2 separate regions of the Mus musculus genome follow, and region 1 is linked to region 2. The links are chromatin contacts, called in public Hi-C maps. All regions are on one chromosome and are shown on one strand. Each heading gives the region's core, a stretch centred on a gene start, on an enhancer-like site or on the middle of the called end of the contact. The rest is flanking DNA. Distances are from core to core; before and after follow the strand shown. Region 1 holds the start of Flot1 (flotillin 1). Region 2 holds the start of Atf6b (activating transcription factor 6 beta).

Region 1 (3,643 bases), core at 264-2,763, 1.2 Mb before region 2:
CCTGCTCTGAGAATTTCTGTCTATCCTTATAGATCTCCTACAGAGAAAGAACAGTAGGAAGAGGGCAGTCAGATTCATCACCTGTCACAGGTGAGCTGGTCTGTCATGGTCTTCTCATCCTGACATGCCACCCAGGTTTTCTCCTGTCCCCTGGCCCTACCTCCACAGTCATGTGGGCCATGATTGCCCTCTGGTGGCCTTCCAGTGTCTCCAGGGCAATGTGGGCAATCTCCGCCTCTGTCTTCCCCAGGAACATCTGGCAGGCAGCTGCCAGCATCTCCTTGTTCTGGCCCTGGATTTTCACCTGCGGCCGTAGTAGAGATAGAAAGGGTATGATGGTGGAAGCAAGGAGAGGAGGAGCAAGAGCTAGGGGTCTTGGGGGCGGCGGCTGAAGGTGAGACCAGCGGAAAGACAGAGTTGAGAAGTCCACGGCCAGAGGTGCTTAATGGCCAGGAGAAAGGTGGGGGTGGGCTTTGGGAGGAAGGCTCTGAGAGCCTCACCTGGGCAATGCCCGTGACTGAGATGGGGACCCCGTGGCGGGTATAAACCTTTTCACTCTTGACATTGAGGGTCAGTGTGTTGAGAGAGATCCTAGGGGAAAAGGAGCAGACAGTAAGAGAGAGAGAGAGGAAAATGGGTTCCCTTCCTGGGTTCTGTTGCTACCTACCTCTGGATTTGCTGAATGCAGGGTAGGACAAACACTCGGCCTCCGGCCACCATGACTGGGGGGCTCCTGCAGAACCCTGTATTGTGGGGGCATAATGTGACCGTGGCAAAGCTGAAGACCATTGGGGTAAAAGGTGGAACGCCCATGAGGAGAATCTGGATGCTGGGGTGGGGGTGGGGGTGGGGAGAATTCTATGCTTTGGAGGCTGGGAATCACAGGTGGTTTGTGGCCGTCGCAGGCAGAACGTAAGGGCTGGGAAGCTGGTGCGGACAGGAGGGGGCATAGGTCAGGTTTAAGGGAGGGCGTGGGGTGGGTGTCACTGGCTGGGAGGAGACTTACCGGAGACCACCATGGCCTCATTTGGGCCACAAGTGAAAAACATGGTTGAAGCTGCAGCTGGAGAGGAATAGAGAGGAAGCCTTTGCAAAGGGGAAGGGGCCCTGTGGCACCTCCTTACCCTCCTATCAGGAGCACCAACTGCCTCTGCCACCGCCCAGTCCCTTGAGCGCCCCTGTGACAGTCCTAAGACACCCCCCCCCCGGACTTCTTCCTCTGTGCCAGTTGATTCTCACAGTCTTCCTCTCACCGCGCCCCCTAGCCCCTCTACCACACAAAGCTCTCCCGCGCCCAGGGGTCTGCAGCAGTTCCGCAGCCTCCAGGCTCTTCAGTAGCCCAAGGCTCCGCCTCCCATCCCCACTCACCTTCCGGAACGTCCCCGTAAGCAACCCCACCGGGGTCTTGAGAAGCGCGGAGGCCCGCAGAACCCCAGAACGGGGTGGGGACTGCTCGGACACCCGGCTTAGTGGAAGCTGCACTTGCGCCCCCCACCCGGCCGCACCCTGTTGCAGCAACAGACGCGACCCCGCCCCCTCCCAACCCCTCGGTCCGCCCCTTTCCCGGCAGGCTCCGCTCGGGTCCGCAGCACTACAGTTCTCGGCAGCCCAGGGGGATGCCAGACATTCTCCCCCCCACCAACAACCAACCCCCCCCCCCCCCCGCTCGAAGCATTGGCGTGGAAGCTCCGCCCCCAACCGAGGCCACGCCCTTCCACTCTGGTTCCTGAATACCCGCCGCCTGCCATGAGTAAGCAGGTTGCCACACCACTCTCTAACTGGGAAAACCGCACACCCAGCAATGTATGACTGCATCCGGTGACCGGATATAGGTCTGTAACTCCAAGAAAGAGTTCAGGACCCAAGAAAGGGTGAGGACTGGGCACCTAGTCACATCCTCCCGCCACTCCCCCCTCCCCCCCGCTTGAATGATACACTTCGAGAACTGCAGATAATAATGACAGGCAAATCAAGTTTATTCGTGTTCACAGAACATACATACTAGGCGACCCCAGACAGCCGCCCTCTGACAATCCATGGACCCAAGACTCCTGCAGCTGCCCCTGAGAAGCAACCAGAAGACATCAAAGGCCGGATTCCCAAGGGTCTTCCAAAGCCTTACAACAGACTACAGAGTTGAAGTGCTGGAAGACGGAGTGTTACCCCTAATCTTATTACACCCCCCCCAGACTAATCCCCAAGCTGGGAGTCCTACCACCCGGGTCCTCCCTCCCACAACTCTGTCTTACCGACCCTATAAATCGTAATAAATATCTGTGTTACAGCAGGGAGGCATATCTCGCACCCCTGCATAAGTTAGAATAAATATTACATACACCCCTCCTTCACCTAGGAGGATATACATAAATACATAAATATTAATTAGACACGGAGAAAGTCTCTGTCCGTCCCCAGTGGGCCTAGCCAGGACCCGCGGTGTCTCTTGGCGGTAGTGTTCTGAGTTAGCGTTGCCTTAGAAATCCCAGTTTGGGATACGTTCTCTCGCACCAGGTACCCATCCATGGTGCCTTTGTTTCTTCGGACTGTGACCCATCGCGTTTAGAAGGCCGCCGGATGTTGCTGGAGAAAAGCTTTAAGATCCAGCGCATAGTCCGAGGACTCCGAGGTCAGGTTCAAAGGCTCGAGGACCGGGGGCGCAGTAATGGGCGCAGAAATGGGCTCAGGTGTCACGGCGCTGGTAGCATCCTCCGGAGCCAGGGGCTGCGACACACCCTCTTCAGCCATCAAAATCTGGCAGAAGATGATGGCGAACAGGAGAAAGAGGACCCTCTTGGCAATGTTGGGTTCCTCGGTTGGTAGCTGGCGCCGGACCTGAGCAGATAAAAGAGGGAAACGTCAGATCGAAGGTCCCTGCGCCTAGTTGTTACCTACAAGTTCCAGGGCGACGCGACCTCCTGATGCCCACTCGGGCGATACTCACCACTCGAGGGTAGAGCACCCTTCGGCTGCGTTTTCGGTGCCCGCGAGAAGTGTTCAAACGCGCGGTGGACACCACGGCCCGCTCCGGGAGAGGGTCGAAGGTGAAAATTTCGGGACCAGAGCCCCGCCGGAGTTCCGGGCCGGTGGAGGGAGCTGGAGAAGGGGCCCTCAGGCCAGTCATGGTGTGGAGATGGTTGCGCGAGTGGCACATAATTTAGACGTTGTGCAGAGAGTGTAGAGGAGTGCAAATCCCCCGCAAAGCAGAGCTACTTATAGAGCCAAAGAAGGGGCCGGGCCGGGGGGAACTCCGCCCTTCGCAGCTGGGGAGCAGTTGGCTGCAAGGGGCTGGAAATTCCAAGGAGGAAGCAAAATGTAGGCGGAGCCTTGATTGGTTATTCTCTAGGTGCCCCAGTGCACGTTCTTTCCTGGGAGTAGTGAATGCTTGTGGGTAAAAACATTGGGAGTAAGCTCACGTCCGGACATGAGGTAGCTAGAGAGGGGCTCTCAGACACGTAGCAGATGGTCCAGCCACCCTCCTTAGTGAAGTCCAGCAAGATCAAGGGACCACAGAAAACACATTCACGTACTTACTTGGAGGTATGCGCAGGAAACAGGAGGGAAGTCATTGCACAAACTTCCAAGAAGATAAAGAACACACTAGAACCCACAGACCGGGCTCTGCCTGCCTCCGTTCACGTGAAAA
Region 2 (3,553 bases), core at 605-3,104:
GTCCTGACACGCCGCCTAGCCTGCCCAGGCTCTTTGTTCGATTATCTTCTCATGATCACAAATATCGAATTACAGTGGGAGGCCTGGGCAAGAACAGTTTGCAAAGTCTCAGCCGTTCATCAACTGTTTTCCCAAGCCCTTCACCTGCCGTCTCTCTGCATGTTCAAAAGGCCCCTGTCTTCCCTTCTATACAACCAGACCAGAAGGGCAGAAAGCGAGGGGACGGTGACTAAAAAGAGACTGCCACCCGCCTCATGACTCACAGCACACAAACAGTACCTCAGCACCTATGAGAGGAGCCACAGAGAACCAGAGGGGAGATGGCTCTCACCTGGCTGGGGGGCTCTGTGGAAAGATGTGAGGACTCTGAGCTGAGGGAGGAGGACGAGCAGGGAGAGGATGGCTCGGACTTCACCTGAAGATCTGGGGGGGAGAAAAGTTCCGAGGTAAGCAGGGAGGCTGGGGACGAGGCTCGGGGCTGAGACCATGTCTTGCCTGTGCCAAACCAACACTGCAGAAATGAGTAACGGAGGAGCAGAGCCTAGCATTGCCTGTAGCGTGGTGCTGAGGTGGGGCAGGAGAGTAAGGGCAGACAACACCCCAGGGATCACAGGGAGGAGCACACAGGGATGTTAGTTTCTGGGAAGCAGTGGGAAGAGAAGGGCATTTGGAAAGATGAGGGGAATCCTAAGGGCGCCTTACCTGGGAAGATGGGTAGAGGGTCCCAAGGGGGCTCAGGGGGGCTGACATCCATCCCCACATCCAGAGAGCTGCTGTCAAACTAAGCAGTGGGACATATTAGCGGGCAGGAAGGTGAGAAAGTACGACAGCAAAACAGGAGCGACACAGCTTGCAAATTAAGACGCCCACTGTGTCAAGGCTCCATAGTTTACAGAAAAAAATGTTTCTCTTTTGCTTTCGTTGTATTTTACTAACAACCACTAACCACCTATTCTCGCCCCTGTAGACACACAGCTGTCAGTCTTTTATCTGTACCCCATAAGAAGGATCCCAAAAGGCCAGAAGGGGCTGCTCTCTAAAATCCTGACTTAGTTGGCTAGTCCCGGGTGCGCCTCTAAAATAAAACTTGAGCCAATTAGACCAATGGACTTTTGAAACTGGTCTTTCTCCTCGAAATTTTCGAGTTTAACATGAGCAGGGGTGACACCCTGATGAGCTCTGTGGCTTGGCAATGACTCCAAGTTTGGGGTCGCCCTCCCACCACCAAGGGTCATAAGAGAAACTCTGAGGTAGCAATACCGGGACATCCTGCTCCACGCAACGGAACAACTGTGCCTGCTCCTCGGCCACTTCATCCAGGCCACTGTACAAGGTGCTGTCTGCATGGAGGCCCGCGTGTCAGGAGGGTGGCACGCCAGCCCCGGCTCCATCCCTCATTGGCTCGGCCGGGCCAGACCCACCGCCCGCCCACTCGCTCAGCCTTACACCCTAAGGCGTCCAGCCCCTCTCCCCTGACCCCGGGCAGCCCCGTGCTCCCACGGGAGACCAAGGTCTTCCCTCCTCCCGCATCCCGGGGAAGCGCGAGTCCCGCTGCGCTCTCCCTCGGAGGATGGGCTCGGCGTCCGCCCAGCCTTCCTCGTTCACCCTCTGCTGCCTTCCCGCGTGCCTCGGGCCCATGGCGAGCCTCAGCCCGCTCCTCCCCCGGGGCCCCACTCCGCGCACCCCAGTCCTCCGGACTCAGCAGGTTGTCGGTGAAGAAGCGCGTCGGGTCGGCGATCTCACTGAGGAGCATCAGCTCCGCCATCTTCCCCCCACCCCCCACCATGAGCCGGCTCCCCGGCCCGCCTCCTCCCGGCCGCGGCAAATCCATGAGCTCGCTGAGGAAAACCGGCGTCCCGGAAGTCCTGATGACCAGTCAGAGGCTTAGTTGGTGAACACGTGACACGAAGGAGCAATGACTGTGCATGCCGGGCCAATGGCACGGGTCAGCCGCTTTACCGATCCAGGCGAGACTGTGCGTGCGCCGTACAGGCCCCAGAAACTAGCATTGTGGGAAATGTAGTTCCTAGCACTTAGGGTTCCGGCATCTGGGCTAGAGTGTTCATGCTTGAGCAGTTGTCCGCAAACATCTGCACCCATGTGGTGCCCATAAACTCATGAAGGCACACGCATAATGAATGAATTATTAATGAATAAACGAATGAGCAAAGTTCCAGCATTTAGGATAAGAGATGGCTCAGCAGTTTAATATTGCTTATTGCGACTAGGCGGTAGTGGTGCACGCCTTTAATCCCAGCACTCAGGAGGCAGAGGCAGGCGGATCTCAGCCTGGTCTACAAAGTGTGCTCCAGGACGGCCAGGGTTGTTACACAGAGAAGCCCTGTCTCAAACCCTCCCACCCAAAAGGAAAGTGCTTGTTGCTCTTATAAGGGTCTGGATTACATTCTCAGCACCCACACCTGGCGACACGCAACCACTTGTAACTCCACCTCCCTGGGATGCAACTCCCTGACATCCGGAAGTTCTGGCGTTTGCCACAGCCAGTCCCAAATAGACAACCTCTCCTATCCTCGGAGGTGGATACGCTTCCCGGGACTCCCTCCACCAAGTGGCTCACTGACACCGTCGCTAACTCCCTGTAGGTCAGAACGAGATACGAGTTCAAACAACTTCCTTCGGGGCCCTTGAAAATTCCACAACACAGACCACAGTTCGCGGGTTCCTGTCTCCTTTAATCAGCTAAACATCTTGCGCAGTCCCCGAGCCAGCCCTGCATCCTGTTTCCTTCCCTGAATGACCACCTTCCCCAGCTCCTCTTTCGCTGCACGGTTTTTGGGATCTACTGCTAGCACTTTCTTGAAATCAGCAGTGGCTTTTTCCAAGTCCCCGAGGGCAGCCCGAGCAACCCCCCTTCGGTATAAGGCCTTTAAATGGCCCGGCTCCCGCTCCAGCACTCGGTCACAGCTCTGGGCTGCCAACTGGGGGTGTCCTAGCAGCAACTGGCAGGCAGCCAGATTGGCATAAAGGGTAGTTCGTTCGGGAGGGCCGGGTGGGGGCAACGTCAGCAGCAGTCGGAGAGCCCGTCCATAGCATCGGGCAGCCCCTTGAGGGTTCCCAGCTCGAAACAGTTCTGTACCCCTTCTGTGTTCTTCTTTGGCCAGAGCCTCCTTCTCCATAGCCTCCATCTCCCAGGAGTCCCGGCCATTGGTGAAGGAATCCAGTCTGAGTTTAGCAAGAGGTGCAGAGGATCCAGGAAGGTGAATCTTTGCCTCCTCACCTTGACGCATAGACTCCAGGCATTTTTCCATGAGTTCCCCCCACATTTTTTCCCTCCATTGTCCTATGCCTATGGTTAGTTCTGTCCAGCCCTCTGGCATCCCAGATCCAAAAGGAAATCCCAAAGCCAACACTTGGCATTTGGAGCCTAGCTTGGGTTTGTCTAAGCCATGGCCAGGGACTATGATCTTCTTTACAAAACTCCCATCAGGACAGTACCAAAGATCAGAAGCTTGGAGGTGCTCTGCCATCTCATTGGTTGAGACTTGAAATTGATCAGAGTCACCTTCAAATCCAGCCACGGGATGTTCAATCT

The links. Hi-C and Micro-C count contacts between places; a contact is called where the count stands out from the background.
Region 1: a contact with region 2 is called in a Hi-C map of B cells, with 6 read pairs. The contact joins the promoter of Flot1 here to the promoter of Atf6b in region 2. A contact is called at or near these places in 1 of 39 promoter capture datasets (hippocampal neurons), 1 of 484 Hi-C or Micro-C datasets (B cells) and 1 of 115 datasets of contacts at active chromatin or transcription factors (double positive thymocytes).

The regions. Positions count from the first base shown.
Region 1 is chr17:35,821,227-35,824,869 of GRCm38.p6, reverse strand. Flot1 (flotillin 1) reads right to left here and starts at 1,513. Exons shown (of 13, transcript NM_008027.2): 1 at 1,369-1,513; 2 at 1,007-1,063; 3 at 668-743; 4 at 501-591; 5 at 161-304; 6 at 1-37. The coding sequence starts at 1,049. It overlaps Ier3 (immediate early response 3), which reads right to left and starts at 3,157. Exons shown (of 2, transcript NM_133662.2): 1 at 2,942-3,157; 2 at 1,959-2,832. The coding sequence starts at 3,151. The coding sequence ends at 2,560.
Region 2 is chr17:34,645,447-34,648,999 of GRCm38.p6, reverse strand. It overlaps Atf6b (activating transcription factor 6 beta), which reads right to left and starts at 1,854. Exons shown (of 18, transcript NM_017406.4): 1 at 1,684-1,854; 2 at 1,261-1,340; 3 at 703-781; 4 at 332-423. The coding sequence starts at 1,786. Fkbpl (FK506 binding protein-like) reads right to left here. Exons shown (of 2, transcript NM_019873.3): 2 at 2,183-3,553. The coding sequence ends at 2,697.